Regions from separate parts of the Arachis hypogaea genome. Here region 2 is linked to region 1. Evidence: chromatin contacts called from public Hi-C data. All regions are on one chromosome and are shown on one strand. Each heading gives the region's core, a stretch centred on a gene start, on an enhancer-like site or on the middle of the called end of the contact. The rest is flanking DNA. Distances are from core to core; before and after follow the strand shown. Region 1 holds the start of LOC112770700 (ATG8-interacting protein 1). Region 2 holds the start of LOC112769026 (elongation factor 2).

Evidence for each region. Hi-C and Micro-C count contacts between places; a contact is called where the count stands out from the background.
Region 2: a Hi-C map of leaf shows a contact between it and region 1, with 4 times the contacts expected there. The contact joins the promoter of LOC112769026 here to the promoter of LOC112770700 in region 1. A contact is called at or near these places in 3 of 8 Hi-C or Micro-C datasets (all in leaf).

What each region holds. Positions count from the first base shown.
Region 1 is chr18:65,120,743-65,125,130 of arahy.Tifrunner.gnm2.J5K5, forward strand. It overlaps LOC112770700 (ATG8-interacting protein 1), which reads left to right and starts at 2,596. Exons shown (of 4, transcript XM_025815059.3): 1 at 2,596-2,853; 2 at 3,425-3,489.
Region 2 is chr18:65,901,875-65,906,262 of arahy.Tifrunner.gnm2.J5K5, forward strand. It overlaps LOC112769026 (elongation factor 2), which reads right to left and starts at 2,496. Exons shown (of 4, transcript XM_025813418.3): 1 at 2,328-2,496; 2 at 1,723-1,766; 3 at 1,534-1,621; 4 at 1-976. The coding sequence starts at 1,725.

The DNA.
Region 1 (4,388 bases), core at 1,346-3,845:
TGGCAAAGTATTTTAGAAGGCAGAAAGGTATTGAAAAATGACATGGGACATAAGAAGAGACAATTCGGTAAAGATTACTGAAGATAACTAGATAAAAAATTTCCACCTATAGAAGTTTATTTTAACTACAATGGACAAAACAATCCAATTTGGGTATCTAAACTCATGCAACAAAACATAACTTGGAATCAAGAACTAATCAATTATACGTTTCAATCAACAGTGGCAAACACTATTCTGGAGACTGCCATTTCTCAACAAGAAGATGTTGTTACCTGGACCAGAGAGAAGAATGAAAGTTATTCTGTTGCCTTAGGCTACTTGTTGGCATTCCAGTTCTACCACATTCCAATCAAATTTCTTCCAAAGAAATGTAGATTCAAGGAGGTTTAGAGATCCATCCAGAGACAACAATGTCAACCAAAAATTAAATCCTTTCTTTAGAAAGTGATGCATAAAGGATTGACAGTTATAGCTAAGTTACATACCAGAATCAATACTGTGAGCCCCAATTACTCTCGTTGTGTTGGTGCTATTAAAACTACAGTACATTATATGACATTCTGTTCAAATTCAGAAATAGTTTGGAGATTGGACGAACTCACATGTCCAAACCAGTATATGGAACCATGGAGATGGTGGTTATGGCTTCAAGAACAACCTGAAATAAGGAGGAGAAAAGATTTAACCAGACATTGTTCTTTCATTGTTTTGGAATACCCATCTTACTTTTGTCTTTTATATTGTATGTCCAATTAGACTAATCATTTTATTACATTAATAAAATTCTATGATGTATGGACACTAACACGGACATGGGATAGTACACGATACGGGACATGCAGACATACGAATTTTAAAATCTTATAAGATACAGGGACACGACATATATATAACATATAAAATATTTTTTAGATAAATTATAATGATATTTTAAGTTTTTATTAATATTAAAATATAAAATAATTTTTTTACTGTTTTTAATGTCTTTCTTTAATTATATCAAGTATTTAAAATATTTTTTATTTTAATAAATAATATATATTATTTTTAAATTCATTTCAATAATACATGTTAAGAATAAGACTGGACACGCTGACACGTGATGGTATTTAAGTATGTCTAAGTGTGTTTCAAAGAAGTTTTTATTTTTTATTAGAACACGGACACGGCAGACACGTGTCCAATACACAGATACAATAACTCAACAAAGTGTCCATACTTCACAAGGTGTCTTTTTTTTTTCTCCAAAAGATATATTTTTCTATGAGGAAAAAAAAGATTTTTTATTTTAATAAATAAATTAATTATAATAATTAGTGAAATAAATAATTTAAAAAATATTTACTAAAATAAATACTTCTCTCTTAATAATATCAATAATCCAAACTTTTAGCATGCCATTAGTACTTAAAAAGGTTTGTAGAAGAGATTAAAATGGATATGTTTGATCAATTAGTATTAAAAAAGAGTACATAAAAAATTTTAGATTAAATTATGATCCAATTGGATTAATTTAAATTTGAAAAATAAAAAATTTGTACGTGTTCAAGTTCCATGATGAGAATAAATACGGTAATTGTGCCCACTCCTAAAAATTGAAAGATGAGAAGCCTAAAATTGATGCACGATAAATAAAATAGAAAAAGAATGGGAGAGTGGGAGATAACCTTTGCCAGAGGTTGATGGAGATAAATAAAATAGAGGAAGAGTAGGAGATAATGGTTGTCAATTGTTAGGAGAGATTGACGGGGATAAATAAATAACCGGTTATCAATTATTAGGAGAGGTTGATGGGGATTAATAAAACAAAGAAAGAGTGGGAGATAATCATTTCAATTCTCTTCTCATTTTTTTCTATTTTATTTATCGTGCATCAACTTCACATCTTTCTATTTGTAGGAGTAGACACAATTACCGTATTTATTCTCATCATGAAATTTGAATACGTACGAATTTTTTATTTTTCAAATTTAAATCAATCCAATTGAATCTATAATTTAATCTAAAATTTTTTATATACTCTTTTTAAGTACTACTTGATCAAACATATTCATTTTAATCTCTTCTACCAACATTTTTAACTACTAATTACATGCTAAAAATTTGGATTAAGATAACACATCTCGTTTATAGTATAAACGAGATATATACGTTTTGCGTTCATCTGTCTTATCTCGTTTGCAATTCAAAATTATCTCGTTTAATAAATAAAATAAGAGAGAAATATTTATTTTGATAAATGTTTTTTAAATTATTTATTTTAATAATTATTATAATTTATTTATTTATTAAAATAAAAAATCCAAAAAAAGGTCATCCCATTTTTTGAAATAACATATTGATTTGAATTTAGATTTTCTAAATTTTAGATTTTTATTTTAAAGATTAAAGTGAGATTTCTCACTTCTTTCATATATTCTCTTAGTCCCACTTAAAAAATAAATAGTAACTTTACTCTCTAGAGTTAAATCTAAAATGTAGAGGACCTATTGGTTTTTTTTGGTGACTAGAGGACCTATTGGTTTAGTCACCAAAAAAACAACATATTGGTTTAGTGGTAATTAAAAAAAAAAAAACGCAATGGATATAGATGTACGTAAGTAGTGGGGACCACGCAGAAATCGAAGCCCCACTCCTGACCCAGAAAACCAGAATCTTCTCCCCCCACCCCCTCTCTCTCTCTCTCTTCTCTCGTTGCTCATTCATCAATCATTATTCTCATTTCTCGTATCCCGATCTCTTCTCTTCTCTTCTCCGGTCCCCACCACAATCCACGACTGCCGCCGCCGTCGCGCCTCAGTTCCCTTTACCCTGCTGGAAGTGGTTGGTCAGTCGACCCATGACTCTTTGGTACGCTCCCATAAATACCTGATTCGATTCCTTTATTCAGGTTTAATTAATGATTGATTGATTGATTTAGAGCTTGTAAATTTTGATTGATTGTGATGGATTCTGTTCTTTTCCCGAATCAACCATAAGGAATCATTTCAACAGAGGAAGCGGAAAAATCTGCGTGTTTGTACGTAGTGGTGCTAGCGAGTTGTGCGTTTTTGGGTGGTTATTAGTTCAAGTTAAGCTCATGTGAATCTGGGGATAATAATAATAAAAAAATTTGTTATTCAGAGAAGAATAAAGAAAATGACAAAAGATTCTGACTTCAGGTCTCATAAGGTAACTAGGACTAGAAATATTATTTCAAGGTATACTTCAATTTGGTAAGAATCTTTAGGGTTTATTACAGAGGATGACTTTTAGTTGAAATTGATTCAATAACAAGAGTTTGTATGTATTTGATTGTTTATTTATTTTGGAGTATGAAAATGACCAACTGTGGGTTTTCAGAAAAAGTGTTATTTATGCATGCTTTGAAATAAGAAAGGAAATGCTGAACATATGCTTATGATTGATTTTATGATATTAGATCCTGGTGCAAGTCAACACAATAGCTCGGTAGTTCCGAAGAGCCTCTTCTGCAAATCAAGCACTGTGAGTGAATAATATGTTCATGATTGTGTTGAGAATAGAGTATCTTTGTACGTACCTTTTGCCGTTTTATTTTTAAGAACATGTATATACGTAGGTATTTAAAGAATGTTAATGAGTTTTTGTTACATGTTCAGGGATTTATGGAGTAGAAATTAAGCTTTATCTAAATGGTGTTTTCTAACTTGGCACGAGATAAGCTAATTCATTGTTTTATGTTTTGAAACCTTTTGTAGTGTTGGTTTATGCCTTAAAAGTCACTATCAAATCTTGATCGAACTTGATTTAGGGCTTTAGAAGTTCCTCGTAGCATGTTACTATGGGTTTGGAAAGAGCTATGTTACCATATATGTTATTTTGGATATATATGCTATAATTTCAGTGTATGATCTCATCTAAGGGAGAGATTTAACAAATGGATTTTGTAGGGAGTAATCCTGAGGAAAGAGGATTATTTTGAGTCAAGAACTGTTGGGATAAAATACTTATCAATAAGTGTAATGTTAATCGATATATTCTGCAAGAAACTATTTGGGTAATTTGAGCTATCAGGATATCTATAAGTGATTAGGTAGGGCTGCTACGAAGCAAATGCTCTCTAAGTGCCATCAAGTCTTCGGGTGAATGTTGACAACAGCTTGAGCCGGTAACACCCCTCCTTTCCACTCCTCGCTCCACCTGCTACAAAGGGTAACTGACCCGATAAATCTTAGATCAAAATATAATATTCCCCCAGTCCCTTGCCCCACTCAAAGCACCTCCCCAAACTTCCAACCCCATAGGAACCTCATCATCCTAACCCATTGTTCTGTTTATGACTTTATGTCTGATTTGGTCATAGTGTTGATGTTTTCAGCTCTCTTTTTTTCCCAAAAAAAATAATTGTTTGCCATATCTCATTT
Region 2 (4,388 bases), core at 1,246-3,745, 780 kb after region 1:
TCATACAAGTTCTCAACACGATACTTTTGGGCCTTAGCTGGAGATGGAAGGTGAAATATCATCATTTCCAAGAGTGCAGTACTTGCTGGAAGCCACGTTTGCATGACACGTTTCATCAATGCTTTACCCATCAAGTCCTTTTCATCAGATTTCATGGTGACTCCTAACTTCTGCAACATAGGCCAGAGCTTATCCTTCTGATCATTCATACAAGTGTTGATAATCTGCTTGATGGGCTCATAACAGAACTGTACAAACCCACGCTTGCATGTGGCAGTACCTGTGTTCTTGCTGGTCCATTTCTTTGTAGCAGGATCAAAGAAGTTTTCACCCCAGAGCCTTTCCATCATCTTTGATTCATCAACACCAAATTTTGAGGCATACATTTTTGCAAAGTTCGTCAAGGTAAAGGCCCAGCCATGCAAACCAGCAGAGAAAGCAACTGTTCCTTTCTCTGGGTACACCTGGCAATCACCAAGCAATGGATCTTCATATGTAGCCATGATCACATTGGCATTCTCAATAACCCTTGAGAATGTCTGGTATGCCTCCTCTCCATCCACCTGGAGCTCTAGGAAGCATCTGTCCATCTTGTTGACAGTCAGAACAGGCCTAATCCTTTCTCCAAGGGCCTGTCGCAGCACAGTTTCGGTTTGCACACAGACACCTTCAATACAATCTACCACCACTAGCGCTCCATCAGTAATACGGAGTGCAGCAGTAACCTCAGATGAGAAATCAACGTGCCCGGGAGAATCAATGAGATTGATGAGATACTCATTTCCTTGGCGCTCTCCCTTGTAATTCTTGAGAGCCTCATCACTCATTTCATAGTAGAGAGAAATACCAGTAGACTTGATTGTAATACCACGCTCAGCTTCATCTGCCCGGGTATCAGTCATGCGGACATCCCCTGCCACTTCTTGTGCAATAATTCCAGCAGCAGCCACCAGAGAATCGGTGAGGGTTGATTTTCCTGCAATTTGTTTGGAAAACTATATATAGTGTAGTTCATATAAACCAACCATAGAAACTATATAATATAACAAAACAATACATTACAACTCTTATAAAAAGGAAAAACAGTAGCAACAGATGTGACAAAAGCATTTGTTGATGTTGTATACACACCAAAAAACACACACAAGGAGTATTAGAAAAAAACATGTTTTCTCTATCAAATATCCAAGTAAAAAAGTTAAAAGTCGCTACATAAAGGCATTGTTTGTGTTTGCAACAGTATGTTTTGGTTGAAAAATATATGCCTGATTTTTGTTTAAGAAAACATATTTTTGGTTTAAAAAAACCTAAAGAAAGAAACTGATGTGGTTTAAATCACGTAAAAAATAACTTTGAAAAATAAAAAGAACTTGGACAAATTTCATATATCATGAAAATAACATTTTAAACTTGATCAAACACAAAATACCAATACATATTAAATACGCATAGAGGGGGAACATCATGTAGATGCTGAAAGTGCACCACAGAGGAAGTAAACATAACAAAACAAGCTATCGAAAGAATCCATACCGTGATCGACATGAGCAATCACAGACATATTACGAATGTTGTGTTTGTAGTCCATAATACGACGGAGCTCTTCAGCTGTGAACTTCACCTGCAAATACATAAGCAAAAACACAGTTAAGATATTAAGCAAATTCATCCTATAGAGATGAATAAATCGAATGTTAAAACCCATGTTAGTATTCAACTTACCATCTTGACTAATCTTTATTTCCCACAGAAGAAATCCTTCAGAGCTGAAACACCAAAGTCAAAAAATCATTAGCTAAACAGTAAGACATCACAGGCAAAATAAATTAAACGAAAATAAACAATTTATGGTACACTTAAATATGACTCTGCTGCGGTCTAACAAAACTTAAAACACAGATGAAGGAACTATACCTAGTTTCAAAGATATTTTATATGAAAAAGAAAATCATCACTTCCAAAGACGCAAGTGAAAATACTTTGTCAAAGGCTACATATCATATACGTATATCCAACCACAATCTATCACTCACAATGAAAAAGAAAAAAAAAAGTATTAACAATCAAAACAGTGAAATTACAATAACAGAAAAAAACAGATCTTGTAAACTACAGAGAGCTTTTAAGAAAGTCACATCGGAAAAGGACGCATGTAAGAACTGAATCTACAAAGACAATTCAATTTAAAACATAAGAATCGAATCGACACAAATAAACACATTCGGAAGAGGCAGGAAAAAAAAAAACAAAATGAATCAGTATGAAAAGATGGAGAAAGCATCGAAAAGTAAGAGAAAAAAAATGGAGAAATTTTGTAGGGAACGAACCTGAAAGAGTGAAAGCAAAAATTGAGAAGAGAAGAAGAAGAAGACAATATAGAGCGGCGGCCAAGGGTTACGGCTTGGCCTCTCTCTAAATTGCGTTGAGAACGAGAGAATAGTATGAAGTGAGGTGTGTGAGGAGGCTATAATGTCTACCAAGAAAACATAATCCACTACTTTTGGGCCTTGGGCTTTTTATTTTATTGGGCTTTTCTTTTGATCCGTCGGTTCTTAATTTTTATTAGGACTATAACTATTAAAAAAAAATAAACAACCACTTTTATCTACAAATATTTAGAGCTTGTTTGGGTGAGCTTTTTAAAAAAGATCTTTTTTTTTAGTTATCTTTTTTTAAAAGATCTTATGGAGAAGTAAAAGTAATTTTATGTTTGGATATCTCATGTAAAAAGGTCTTTTTATCAATCAATTATGTTTGGGCATAACAATATAAAAGTACTTTTTTGTTTATTTATTACATGAAAAACATCTTTTTTTTTATTTTACTAGTGTTTTTACTTTTACTACTAGAAATTTGCCAAACACGTTAAAAAATAAAAATAAAAATATCTTTTTTCATTGAAAAAAGATCTTTTTTTAACAAAATAATGGCGCCTAAACATGCACTTAGAACACTAATAAATTTATACATAAAAATACAAAACTGACTTTATACCCATAAATGATAGATTTTCGCCGACAAAATTATCCAAATCTTAAAAATTATTTAAAATACGGTAATTACCCCTCTTAATCTAATCTAACCTAACTTGCTCTGTCCCATTTTTAATCCTCCACTCACCAACACCATTATCGCCATCCCAAACCTCAACCTTTTATCATCACCCCACCAAATCTTCTTTCCTCCAACTCTCATCCCATTTAACACTACTCACACGGCCACTGTCATTTGTCGTTACCATTCCTACCACTACACCACTTCTTTCTCTTTACCATCACCATTACTAATTTTTTTTAGGAAATTCTTTTGCGAGTTGAACTATTTGTAGAGTTGTACATAAAATAATCAAATTGTGATTAACCAATTAAAAAATCTTAATCAATTTAATAAAATAATTTTAAAAATTATATCCATATTATTAAAAAGTAGTTAATCAAAACTAAATTTTAAAAACTAGTTTTTAACTGATTAACCAAAACTAAAACTAAATTTTATGTAATTTTTGTGATCAAATTAGTTAATTGATTTTTTTATAAAAATTGATTTTTAATCGGTTAAAATCAGTTTTTAACCAATTAAAAACTGGTTTTTTATTTTAATTTTTAAAAAAATCTAATTTTTTTTATAAAAAAACCATTTTTTTAAAAAAACGATTATTTTTTAAAATTAATTTTTATTTTTATAATTAATTAAAAACTATTTTTTAAATTTTTTAATCTATTAATAATCAATTTTATCATATAAAATTAATTTAATTAGTTAATTAAATTATATTTTTGATTAATAAAAAATAAATTTAATTTTTTAGATTAACAAACAATGTACCATCCTAATTCTATTTGTGCAGGTTGGACCTTACGAGGAGTTTAGGAGAGTCTGAAAACGACGACAACATGGTCTTGAGGGATGCGATGGGGTGATTTGGTGAACTCTGTGGGGATATGCGGGATTTTTTCTGCTGCTTCATTTCCTATAAAGCAGCCAGGTGTCCATTGTGCTTCAAAAGCACAAGGCCGGGCCCAATTATGATGAGGGGGGTGGATTGCACACGCATTGCACCTAGCCATGTCTCGCCTTTGGCACCCTCACAGTCACTAGGTACTTTGGCGTTGAACAACTGGTTCATTAAGATGCCCCTCTTTTCTTTTTTAATTATTGTTTTTCTTACATAAAAAGTAGGGCTGTCCATGAATCAGATCATATCCGCAGATCCGCGGTATTTATCCGCATACGATCCGATAATTGCGGATATGATCCGATCCGCACCTATTAAGAATCGGATCGCGGATTTCTGTACTGTATCCGCGTATCCGATCCGCGGATCTGCAGATCCGCACAAAATAATTAAAAAATAAAAAATAAAAAATATATATACGTTAGTTACTTTG